Linked DNA regions of Ovis aries: regions 2 and 3 are each linked to region 1. Evidence: chromatin contacts called from public Hi-C data. All regions are on one chromosome and are shown on one strand. The core of a region is the stretch at or near the end of the contact, and the rest is flanking DNA. Distances in the headings are between cores, read along the strand shown. Region 1 holds the start of TNFAIP3 (TNF alpha induced protein 3). Region 2 has its middle 76 kb from the start of TNFAIP3. Region 3 has its middle 87 kb from the start of PERP.

What was found. A called contact is a pair of places that touch in the nucleus more often than the background predicts.
Region 2: a contact with region 1 is called in a Hi-C map of blood, with 2.8 times the contacts expected there. The contact joins the enhancer-like site here to the promoter of TNFAIP3 in region 1. A contact is called at or near these places in 4 of 16 Hi-C or Micro-C datasets (blood, omental adipose tissue and tail adipose tissue).
Region 3: a Hi-C map of liver shows a contact between it and region 1, with 3 times the contacts expected there. The contact joins the enhancer-like site here to the promoter of TNFAIP3 in region 1. A contact is called at or near these places in 8 of 16 Hi-C or Micro-C datasets (blood, liver, omental adipose tissue and 2 more).

The regions. Positions count from the first base shown.
Region 1 is chr8:63,023,350-63,027,145 of ARS-UI_Ramb_v3.0, forward strand. It overlaps TNFAIP3 (TNF alpha induced protein 3), which reads left to right and starts at 2,135. Exons shown (of 8, transcript XM_060419284.1): 1 at 2,135-2,401.
Region 2 is chr8:62,947,041-62,951,289 of ARS-UI_Ramb_v3.0, forward strand. No RefSeq gene overlaps it. Among named protein-coding and RNA genes, the nearest start is that of TNFAIP3, 76 kb to the right of the region's middle. Within about 2 kb of position 2,556, at least 1 of the 54 cell types and tissues checked has an H3K27ac peak or open chromatin away from gene starts, as enhancers often do.
Region 3 is chr8:63,114,354-63,118,363 of ARS-UI_Ramb_v3.0, forward strand. No RefSeq gene overlaps it. Among named protein-coding and RNA genes, the nearest start is that of PERP, 87 kb to the right of the region's middle. Within about 2 kb of position 2,503, at least 7 of the 54 cell types and tissues checked have an H3K27ac peak or open chromatin away from gene starts, as enhancers often do.

The sequences.
Region 1 (3,796 bases), core at 885-3,384:
GGGCCATAGCCAGGCAGCGATGCACAGGAGCTGGCAAATACTGTTTTCAGAGGACCGCAAGGGGAGAGTAGTATGAGGACTGGGGATGATCTTTTACATCCATCATCTTTTATCAGCTTTCCTAGCTCAGAAAGTTTTCTGAGGATAAAACCAAGCCCTGTCTGGCTCCCAAGACCACATGCTGCCCCGGGCCAGGGTCCATGTTTTGCTAAGTGACTGCCATAGGCTTACGAGGTGGGGCCCCTACAAACAGGGGCCCTGAGACTTTAAATCTTATAAGCTCTCTTCTGAGAGTGATTATCAATAGTCAGGACCTAACAGTGTGGGTATAAGGCAGGCTCAGAGCCAGTCATGCCTCTGTCACTGACTGATCGTGCAGACTTTGGGCAAATGGCTTAAACTTCTTAAACGTCGATTTCTTCATCTGCAAAGTGGAACTGTGAGGTTTAAATGGCAGAATGCAAACAGCCTACAACCTAGCACGTAATAAGGACTTGATAAGTATCATCATCATTATTACTATATGCTTGACTATCCATTGTTTCCGTGTTACTTGAGTTGAAAACGTTTGTGAATGAGAGGAGGACAAATATCCGGTTAGGAGCTGGAAAAAAAAATTCCAGTCATTGGTTTCAAATGACCAGCACCAGCCTTGGAACTTTAGTCACTACTGACTCTCACTTCTAAAAGCCATTGGAAAAGTACCACCCCCCATGCGGACTCCACCTCATTCTCCGCAGGTTCTTACTTCTTAGAAAAGGAGTATGATTTTCTAACTCAAAACCTGAGATATATGTCCTGACAAGTACTCTTAAGTCTACAAGAGGACAATGGTATGGAATACTTCAGTCTGGTTCTAGTTTAATCATGCTAGAAAATGAGCCCAGTCAAAGGGGACACTAAGGCAATAAAAGGACTTACTCAGTGGCTCTCTCTCCACAGCTCCAAGATGGCTGACACCTATTTCCACAAGACACTCGCTGGGTGAAGACAGTGCTCTTAGCATGCTACTTAATAGGAGAGCTTAGTGATAAAGAACCAGTATACCTTTGCAGGAGATATGGGTTCCATCCCTCGGTGGAATATCCCCTGGAGAAGGAAGTGGCAACACACTCCAGTATTCTTGCCTGGGAAATCTCATGGACCGAGGAGCCTGCCCGGCTACAGTCGATGGGGTCACAAGAGTTGGACATGACTTAGGGATTAAAACAACACCAATCAAGAGTAAGAGTAATAAGTATTATCAGCCATTGACATCTTGAGGAGAACTATTATCAAGATCCCCTAAAAGGACTCCGAATAACAGCTTAGGGGAATGTGGCAAGGACAGCAAGGAACAAGAAGTGATTTGTAAATTGGTATGATACCTGAATGTGATGCCACCCGGACCCCTGATACGCAGAAATGGAGACGGGAAATTAATCAAGTGACGGAGGGAGTTGGTAGCGGTTTTGATTCCTAATTTTATCTAAGTCTGGTTTTGCCCCTGTGAATTTCAGGGCCTCGAGGTCTGACGTCACCTCCAGGTAGCCTCCCACCAGCCTGGGGTCCGGGGATGGCAGGAATGCAGCGGGTGAGGACCAAGAGCTGTGACTGCATCTTTTTCTCGAAATCCCCCCAGGGGCCCAGAGTTGGATGCTCCCCTACGGGCTCATCACGTGTGCAGCCCAAGCAGTGCAAACCCAGCAGAGGTCTGTGGTCCCCGGGCGCTAGGGTGGTTTTTAGGGTTTTCTTTCTTTATGATTTCCCTTCTTGTTCTCCACAGTTGATGATTTTCTGCAGAAAAACGGCTGAGAAAAAGAACCTATTTCATTTCCAGTTCCCATCACTGCGATTTCCACATGGATGTGACGTTCAGTCCAGCTTCCGAAATGCCCAGTTGACTCACGCGGGGACACCCCGGGGCGGGGCGCAGGAGTTTCTCTGGCAGCGCGGCGGGGCGGGGCGGCGGGGCGGGGTCGGGGCGGGGCGGAGTGCATCTGGCTTCCCGCTCCTGCTGCGCCTCCTGCGCCCCCTAGCGGCGATATCAGGGCTGCGGGAGTCTGGGGCTCGTGTCACGTGACTGGAAAGTCCCTGGGTGGAAATCCCCGCTGTCCGCGGGCGGTAAAACAGAAAGGGAAAAAAGAGAACTGGCAGTCGGCAGCCTTCGCGGCGGCCAAGTGCGACAAGCTAGGAGGCCTTGGGGGCGGAGCGGCGAGAGCAGCCGCCGGGAAGACTGAGGTGGCAGCAGCAAAGGAGATCTACAGCCCCCGGCCGGCCCGCCGGAGAACTAGACCGAACCAGGCGTCCATGGGGAGCCGCCTCCACCCGGCCCCGACCCGAATTGCGACCCCAGTCTGCGGTGCATGCTTGTCCTGACCTGGACTTGGGATTTCTGAAGAGGATCGCGCGGCCCGAAGAGGTAACCCCGCGTCCCTGTGCCTTCTGCCACGGGCTCTCCCGGGACAAGGGCTGCGGGTGCGAATTTGGCAGCGACCCGCGGGCTGGCCCCGTCGACTTGGCCTGGTTTTGCCGCTGTCCCAGAGGGAAGTTTGTTGGCCGTTTGTGACCCCCGTAGGTTCTGAGCTGCTGAGAGTGCAGGTGGCCGCCAGATGTTCGGGTGACAGCCTGTATTCTAGGATCCAGCCAACTGTTCCTTGCAGCTCATGCAGAGAACTTGAACGGCAGTTGCTTGGGGGAGAGTCGCCCCCCGGAGCCGCTTGGTCCGGGTGGTCATCGGTGCTTTGCTCTTCGGCTTGTCCCTTTTGGAGTCGAGCTCTGCATGCTTACGGCCACGTAGACCTTGCAGAACCGCCTGGCCTCTTTCCAGACTGTGCAGCACCGGTCCAGAGGGGTGGGATGTCGCAGCGGCAGCAAAATCTAGGGGGCGGGGGGCCCGGTCAGCTCTCCTTTCCGGGAGGGCTTGCAGACACTCAGAGGGCAGCAGTGTCAGAGAAGTATGCATGGAGCAGGAGGTCGTCCGCCTGCCTTGGGGGGTGACTCCAGTTTAGAGCATCTGCAAGCCCCTACCCCCAAGTCAGACTGTCTTTGTCAGCCGGGGTCGTCCCACATCCTGCCACCTGGCCTTTCAGGAAAGCCGCGGTATTAAGTAAGGAAGGAGCGCAACTCTTGTTGAGACCGCTTTGTTTTCAGTTCTCCCTGCCTCTGATCTTTCCTCGGAAAGCCACGCTGGTCAACTCTTTCAGGGCAGCCTTTTGGGAGAACCAGTGTTTGAGTCCTCTGGACCAGAGCCCCAATGTCCCAGATTATTAAGCAGCCAGTTACTGCTTCATTCTTGTGTCCTAAGGTGCTGCTTTATTTTTTGTTTTCAATTCTTTGTACAATTTTTGACTTTTTGAAGTAGTACTTTCTGAAAATTTAATATCTGTTGGTAGGCCAATGAGGTATCAGAAACATGAAAGAAATGTTATAGGTGATATTGTCTTTGCGAATAAGGACATTACATTCATAGCTCAGAAATTCTTTACCACAAGTCAGATTATTCTTTAATCTCAAGTGTGGAGAAGTCTAAGTCCTGGACACTTAGGCAATGGGCATTGATTTCTTTTAAGGAGGCAATGCTGCAGGCCATTCAAGGCTACACCAATGAATGAGGTGACACTGGGCTGTCAGATATTGACATTTGCATGTCTTGCCTGTGGTTCTAGCGCTCACTGTTTGAAAGATCTTAGGTGCAGAAGAGAATAACAGAAGAGTCAGAAAAGCAAAAAGAGGCTACACCTAGTTTGTTTCGGATCTTCTTGCCTGTCTCCATGTGAGAGCAGCAGGTACTGCAGCCACAGGTGTGGTGTTGTGA
Region 2 (4,249 bases), core at 1,306-3,805, 76 kb before region 1:
CTACTCTCTGTACAAGCGTCCTCGTGATGCCAGGGCAAAATACTTAGGGCACTGGTACCTGTCCAGAAATGAAAGGAAGTTGCTAGAAAACAGCCAGGTCAGTCAATCAAGATCTTGGACACATTTTCAACTTTCTGTAGTTTAATTCAGTGACAGAAATGTTACCTTCAGCCAACTCTGGAAGTGAAACCACTTCAACCCACTCCTTTGACTATTGCACCTCTGTTCCACTCAAGACAATGCTTTGGAAAGAAATCTCACGTTGCTAGCATGCTTACAGCCCTCAGTGTGAGCTAGGTCAGGAGACTGGGTAGGGGTGGGGAGAGGGATGGAAGTTCCTCTTAAATTCAAACTTCCCAGAAACTTTTTGCCTGAAGTTGTTAAAGTATTGGTAATTTTTTAATGAATTTACTCTATGTTTTGCAAACATTAAACTCTTGAGAGCCCTGTCTTATCAGAAGCAGAAGTACTCGGTTACATGGGATAACAAGGCCCCCAGGGTATTTCCAACCAGACTGGTAGTGAGAAGCAGCATAACCATCTAGCAAAGGAGACATCATTGTTGTACATTACCCAACAATTGGAGTTTAGCCCCAACAGGCTTAAGTAGGGTGCAGAAGTTTTAGAGAGTGATGTGGAGGCTGGCCGGCTCCCAGAAGAGACCCCACAACTCAGCACTTTCCTTGGAGAACCCACTACTTCCCCAAATCTTGTTGGTAATCTTGTAGGTGTAGAAATGATCTTGTAAGCATCCTAGAGTCGGCTAGACTTGAAATGCTGACTCATTCCAACAAAGCCCAGAAGTCAATGATGAGTAAAGCTAGAATGCTCATTTAGAAATTAACATTCTTGATGGCCTGAGTAGCCTACTTTTTCCTTCCAGACAAGCTACATTATCACCAAAGTGGTTGGTGAGCACGGGTGCCAACCAAGTTAATCAAGTGTTAGCCACTCAGTCGTGTCCAACTCTTTGCAACCCCATGGACTATAGCCCACCAGGCTCCTCTGTCCATGGAATTCTCCAGGTGAGAACATTGGAGTAGGTTGCCATTTTCTACTCCAGGAGATCTTCCTGACCCAAGGATTGAACCCGGGTGTCCTGTATCGCAGGCAGATTCCTTGCTATCTGAATCGCCAGGGAAGCCCAAGTGAATCAAATCACTGGGCAAAGGCATAGTCCCTGACAGAATACCTTCTTCTCACATGTATGTTGGTGAGTCTCCTTTTCCTCTGTGTTCATTGCTGATGAATTTCTTTTCTGGGTGACATTCCTTTTTTTTCTTTATGTGACTACATTCCCTTCAGTTTACCAATAGTCCTAGTGAATGTATAGGATCACTCGCTATGGCTGTGCTGGTCAGATGTGCTGATTTCTTTTCTTTTTTCCACCTTTGAAAATGGATATTCAGGGACTTCCCTGGAAGTCCAGTGTTTAAGACTTCTTCCAATGCAGGAGGTGTGGATCCGATACCTGGTCAGAGAGCTAAGATCCCACATGCCTAGCAGCCAAACAAACAAGACGTAAAACAGAAGCAATAGTGCAACAAATTCAAAAAATACTTTTAAAAATTGTCCACAGGGGAAAAAAAAATCTTTAAAAAGTGTTCATAGAAACAATTCCTCATTTTCTGGGACTCAGGAGAAAAGATCCATTTGAGGGGAAATCAACAGTGGAGACAGGTGTAGCCCCATCTTCCAAAATCACCTGCCCAGGTGCCAGGCCAGGTTTGGGCCAGTGCTGACAGTCTCCTGAGCCTAATGGGCCTTTGAAGCCACCCTCTCCTGCCTGGCATTGATTTCTTAATTTAAAGCAGTGTGTAGTCTCATGTCAAGTTGTTAGGGACACCTTCCCAAGTGCTTACATTAGCAAAGGATGTGAGGATATTAGGTGAAATCCTGAAGACACTGTGATTCCTTGAGGGATGGTGGCTCATGGAGGGGCTCATTCGCCTTTCCCAGAAAAGGGTAGAAAATGTGTCACCGAGATGATTGTATATCTGGAGGGTTTTATCCTTAAAGATGATTGGTTACTGGATCACTAAGGTGTGACAATTGAAGGAGGAAGGAGGAAGGGGAAAAGACAGACATCGATGCCTGCAGTCTGGAGGTGTGGCCGCCACATGGTGGTTCTGACCTGACTGCTCCTGGCTCAGGTGTGGTCCCTGACTGAACACCTGTCATTGTCAAGGTACAGAGCTCTGTGCTACGGGGCTCTCAGGGAAAATGAGGACGACTTGTCACAAATGATTCATGAACTTTGCTCTTTGGGCCTTGTCGGGGCGTTCATCGTTTTATTCATTGCCCTGGAATATCCAGTGGAGAGAAAGGCCAGACACAGCAGGAGGAGATTAGGGAGATTACTAGAAGGAACCCAAGGAGATGGAAGACAATAATCACTCTCTGGTATTCCATAACAGGAATCTGCAGCATAACATCAACTTTACAAACTTGCCTAAATCCTTGAGGAAAGTTTGTCCCCAGGTCTTTACCCCTTTAGCTAAGCTGCGAGCCTGCCTGACCAACTAGATCACAGAGTTTTACATGAGGTATCTCAAGAACAGGAAGTGGGTAAGTGAAGGGCAGTGTGTGTGGTGGGGAACAGGCTGTCTTTTTCTAACCCTAGAGAAGCAAGGAACTAGAAGAAAAAAAGGAAGGGAGGCACATAGTCAAATGAGTGTTCCATTTGCCCCTTCTTGGCTTTTGGTTGAGAGTGGGACTATATCTAGTCAATTCTTACTCACTGCAGTTCTGTTCTATAAAATCACTGCAAACACTGAGTTAGCAAATACTGGACCATTGCTTCTGGGGAAATACAAGATTATGATCTTGTGAGTCTATGGTCACACTTTTTTCCCCCTTTTAAATACATTTTATTTTTAGAGCAATTTTAGGTTCACAGCAAAACCAAGCAAAAAGTGGAGTGTGCATCTGTGTCCTCCCCCACTCCCTACACTTGCAGGCTCCCTAACTATCGACATTCCGCACCACAGAAGTGCATTTCTTACAATGAATGAAGCTACACTGACACATCATAATTATCCAAGGTCCAGCGTTTACTTTATATCTCATTCCTGGTATTGTATATTCTGTGGGTTTTGATGAATGACACTTGGCTGCCATTACAGTATCTTATAGGATAGTTTCACTACCCAAAAATCTGTCTGTCTCTCTCCTCTAACGCCTGCAATCACTGATCTTTCTCTGTCTCCATAGTCAGTCATGTAGTTGGAAACTCATTATGGAGCCATTTTAGCTTGACTTCTTTCACATAATAATATGCATTTAAGGTCCTCCCATGTCTTTTTATAGCTCAAGACCTCATTGTTTAATGCTAAATAATATTCCATTGTTTGGATAGACCTCGGTGTTATGGACTGAACTGTGACCTCTCAAAACTTGTATGTTGAACACCTAAGCCCTAATGTGCCTATGTGTAGCAGTGGCAGTATTAGTCACTCAGTTGTGTCCGACTCTTTGCAACCCCATGAACTTTAGCCCGCCCGGCTCCTCCGTCCATGGGATTCTCCAGGCAAGAATACTGGAGTGGACTGCCATTCCCTTATCTGGAAATAAAGCCTTTACAGCGGTAAATGAGGTCTCAGAGGTGGGGCCCTAATGCAGTAGGACCGGTGTCCTTATCAGAAGAGGCATGCTCACACAGAGAACAGGCCTAGTGAGGACAGAAGAAGATTTTGGCCATCTGCAAGCCAGGAATAAATTTCTCACCGGTGACCAAAGTTTTTGTTACTTTAATCTTGGACTTCCAGCCTTCAGAACTGTGAAAAATAAATAAATTTCTGTTATTTAGGTCATAAGGTCTGTGATACTTTATTTTAGCAGCTGAAGACTAATACACACAGTTTATTGATCTTTTCATGTACTGGAGGACATCTTGGTTGCTTCCAAGTTTGGGCAATTATGAATAAAGCTGCTATCAACATCCATGTTGTCGACATAGATGTTTTGTGTGGACATAAATTTTCAACTCATTTGAGTAAATACATTGAGTAAAGGACCATGACTGCTCAATCGTACGGTAAGAATATGTTTAATTTGTAAGACACGACCAAACTGTATTCCAAAGTGGCTGTACCTTTGCATTCCCATCAGTGATGATGAGAGTTCCTATTTCAGCCTTGCTAGTATTTGGTGTTGCATTGTTCTGGATTTGGGCTATTCTAAATAGGCATGTGCTGGTGTCTCACTGCTGTTCTAATTTGCCTTTTGCTAATGATATATGATGTGGAGT
Region 3 (4,010 bases), core at 1,253-3,752, 91 kb after region 1:
AAAACAAAACAAGACTCCAAGGCCCTTTATCTGACTGCTATACACACTACCTCTTGGAAAAAAAAGATGGTTTTAACCACCAGTGATAAGTAATCAGGCTCTTTCACCACCTCAAAAACTAAATTTAATAACACGGGCCTTTCTTTAAATGTTTATAATATAGGGACCAAAATATTGGCCATGTTCACCCAGTAAATTCAACATCTTATTATAAAAATCTTACCCAATTATTACAGCATGCACTGCTATAGAATGAACAAGAGAATACACACTGCTGCCTGTGCTGCATCAGAAGACTCTATAAGTTAAGTTTTCCATGTCTTTCCATAAGTTAAGTTTTTCATGCACTTGTGCTAGATAGAGACCTCCTTTGTCCCTGGAGCTTCCAGGCTCTGAAAGCATAGCCTGGGCCATATTTTCTTTTCTTTTCTTCTGTCCTACAACTGAGCAAGTCAACTGTTTCTATTCAGTTGTTAACAATTCCTGTTATGTTTCTTTGTTTAATAGGAAGGAAAGACTGACCTAGAGTGTTTAGAATTAGAGTTCTGATGAATCTGATGATGAATGCCAAATGATATGGCACTTGCTCTCCATTGGATAGGTTTTAAAAAGTCATGTGACAATTCATTCATAAAAGCCTATTATTTACAATATGTAAGAAATGATATCCTTTGCCACGTTTAAGCTTACGATGACAAATTTCAGAATGTCAAGTTGAAGATACACGTGGCAGTACTTACTTTCTCAAGTAACTTTAAGGTATCAAAGTAAAGAAGTCTGAAGATCAATGGATATCTGTGTTAACCCCCAGTACAGGGCCAGGGAGTGGAGAGGAGTAGTCAGAGGACAGGCTGGAAGTGGTGACTGGAAGTCTTGAAGGGCTAGGAGCGCCCACCACGGTGGCCACTTCCCTGAGGGGGACCAGGGCTCAAAGACAGGAGAGAGCCTGGCATATTTGGATATGACTGTCATGTAGCTTCAACACAGGCAAGTGGCTTTATAAAAAACGAGACTATGAAGGATGGTGGAGGTTCCCTGAAGGAGAAAACAAACTACGCTGAAGATACCTCCTTATGGATTTCCTTCTTTATGATTCTGGGCTTAGGGTGATGGTTGAAATGGACTTGGATCCAGTGAACCTGGGTTGCATCCCTTCTCCCCCTCCTCTTATCTGTGAGAAGTTGAACAAATGATCCTCTAGGTCTTTACTTCAGTATCTGTAAAGAGAAGAAAACTAAGAGTACTTATTCACAGAGCTGCTTTTAAAATTAAGTAAGATAACCCATATGAAGCACTTGGTACAACGTCTGCTATATAATAAGCACTAATAAATATTGGCTACTTATATGATTTCCAATACTATACTGATCCAATCATTCTCCTGCTTAAAATCCTTGACTTGTTTCCTTTTGCCTTCAGTAAGCCCAAACCGTCTAAGATTATCTGAAGCTTCCCCCTTCCAGTGTTTTAGTGGCAACTCCTATCCAGGCTACTTCCTAGACCTGGAGTGAGAGAAGTAATATCACGGTAAAGAAGTATCACCATGAGTAAGTTCAAATGCCACAGGTAATGTGGCACTAAAGGGCCTGGTGACCCCCCGTAAGTCCAGGAAAGCCAGGGGACCTCTCCCTGTATCCAGCTCTGTCCCCACCACCTGTCTGCTGTCCTAGCTCATGCATCTACAGTATGGTTAGTGCCTTGGGGTGTCAGATATTTGATGAACTTGTATTAAAATGATGCCGAGAAAAGGCAACACCCTCCAATTCTGAAATGACAAGCCTCTGTGGAGGGATGCTCAGCACAGTGAAATAGAGAGAGGGAAGTTACCCAGCAATTTTGAAATATGTGGTTGGAATTGCCCCAATCAAAATATTTTTTAGTTCCTTTTTATCACTTTTTTCTGTTTTATTTTATTCTGTTTGAGGGAGAAGTTTCTCAGATGGGAGTGGGAGGCGTGGGAGGGAAGCCACCAATGTTAGTCCTATCCCAGTCTTCAGCACTCCTTCCCCATGTCTCATCTCTACTGGCAGAGGGGAGACTAACAGCTTTGCCTCACTGGTGACTGGAAGCCCTGGAAGTATTTGCAACATCCTGATTCTGATCACAGCTCTGTGCGTATATGCTCAGACACAGGGCTCGCTGACTCTGTGTGCGTGTGTGTGGAGGGGTTTCAGGAGAAAGAGGGCAGGACTCCCTATTTCTGCCCCCAAAACTTCATATCTCACTCATAACACCAAAAACGACAGAGGACACATTTCAGATATATCTAAAGGAATGACCATCTGATTAAATGAGACTATCTAGGAAAATTTCCATATCTCTGGCTTTCATGAATAAGTGGATAGCTATACCATCACTGAGACAGGAGTTATGAGTCCAGTGTTTTACCTTATAAACTTGAGGTCCCCATGAAATGGTTAAATGGAGATGATCAGAAGGCAGTTAGATACACAGTCTGAAGAACAAAGGGCGATCAGCATGGGAGGTGCAGATAAGGTTGCAGTTAAAGCTGCAGGTGTGCTTGCCCAGGTGAAATAAACATTGCTAAGAAGGGAACCTTGACCTGGAGTCTGTCCTACAGAGTGAAGTAAGTCAGAAAAAGAAAAACAACTATTGTATATTAACGCCAGACATCCTGGAGCGTGGAGTCGAGTGGACCTTAGGAAGCCGGCACAGCGTGGCTCATAGCTTCACTGAGTTACACAAGCCCCTTCTCCACAAGGCTGTGATCCCTGAAGGGAATCTAGAAAAATGGTACAGCTGAACCTATTTGCAGGGCAGGAATGGAAACACAGACATAGAGAACAGACATGCAGACACAGTGGGGAGAGGGGAGGGGAGGGGAGGACGAATTGGGAGACTAGCATTGGCATATATGCACTAGCATGTGCGAAATAGCTAGTGAGAACTTGCTGAACAGTATAGGGAGCTCAGCTCTGCTCTGTGACAACCTAGAGGGGTGGCGTTGGGAGGGGGACTCAAGAGGGAGGGGATCTATGTACACATATGGCTGATTCACCTTGTTGCGCAGCAGTAACTAACACGACTTTCTAAAGCAACTATACTCCAATCTAAAAAAATGAAAGGAACCAACCGACCCCCAAGAAATTGCATCATTTAAAGATATGAAGCCACGAAACAGCTGACAGAGGGTTAGAATGAAAGCCAGGGAGAATAATTCCCCTAGCAACTAATAGAAGAGTGGTTTTTTAAAAGGAGGACATGGTTAGCTGAGTCACATGTGAAAAAAGTCACAGACAGGACCCATTCATTCATTCACCGATTCATTGTTTCAACAAATATTGACTGCCTGATCTGTGCCATGGATGTCTAGATGCTGGGGACAGCAGTAACTATGAAACAATCTTGCTTTCAGGTAACTTAAAGTATTGAGTAAGACAGAAAAGAAAATAGACAATTATATAAACAAATATAAAGAAGTAATGGTGTCAGGAGGTGACATGGGTGCATCTGGACATCACTTTCAGTGGAGAGACAAGGGCAGATACAATCTTGTGCAGATGTGGCATTCAAGGGACTTGGTTCTCAGCTAATAAGAGACCTGGGATGATAGCTACAGATGGACAGCAAGGGGAGGAGTGGTATTTTTGAAGACAGAAAGAATTTGGATTTATTCAATGCAAGGAGAGATCAGAACTAAAAAGGGATTCACTGATCTGCATGTTGTCTGGGGAGAGTGAGGAGGACGAGAGAAGGGTTTGGGGGGGACTGAGATCCAGGGTCAGGTGGACAAAGCAAACCTGTAGATAAAAAAAAAAATCCTGCCTTTCACAGGAGATAGCTATCAAGAAGAGGACAGATGAATGGAGAGATAGAAGGATGCAAGGAGGGAGGGAGGGAGCATGGGTGGAGAGATAGAGAGATGGATGGAGGGTTGGATGCAGAAATGATAGAGGGATGGAGGAGGGATGGAGGAGGGATTGAGGGGGAGGAGTGCAGATAAGCTTTGGAGCCAGAATGATAGATTTTCAAGTCCTAGCAATGATCAG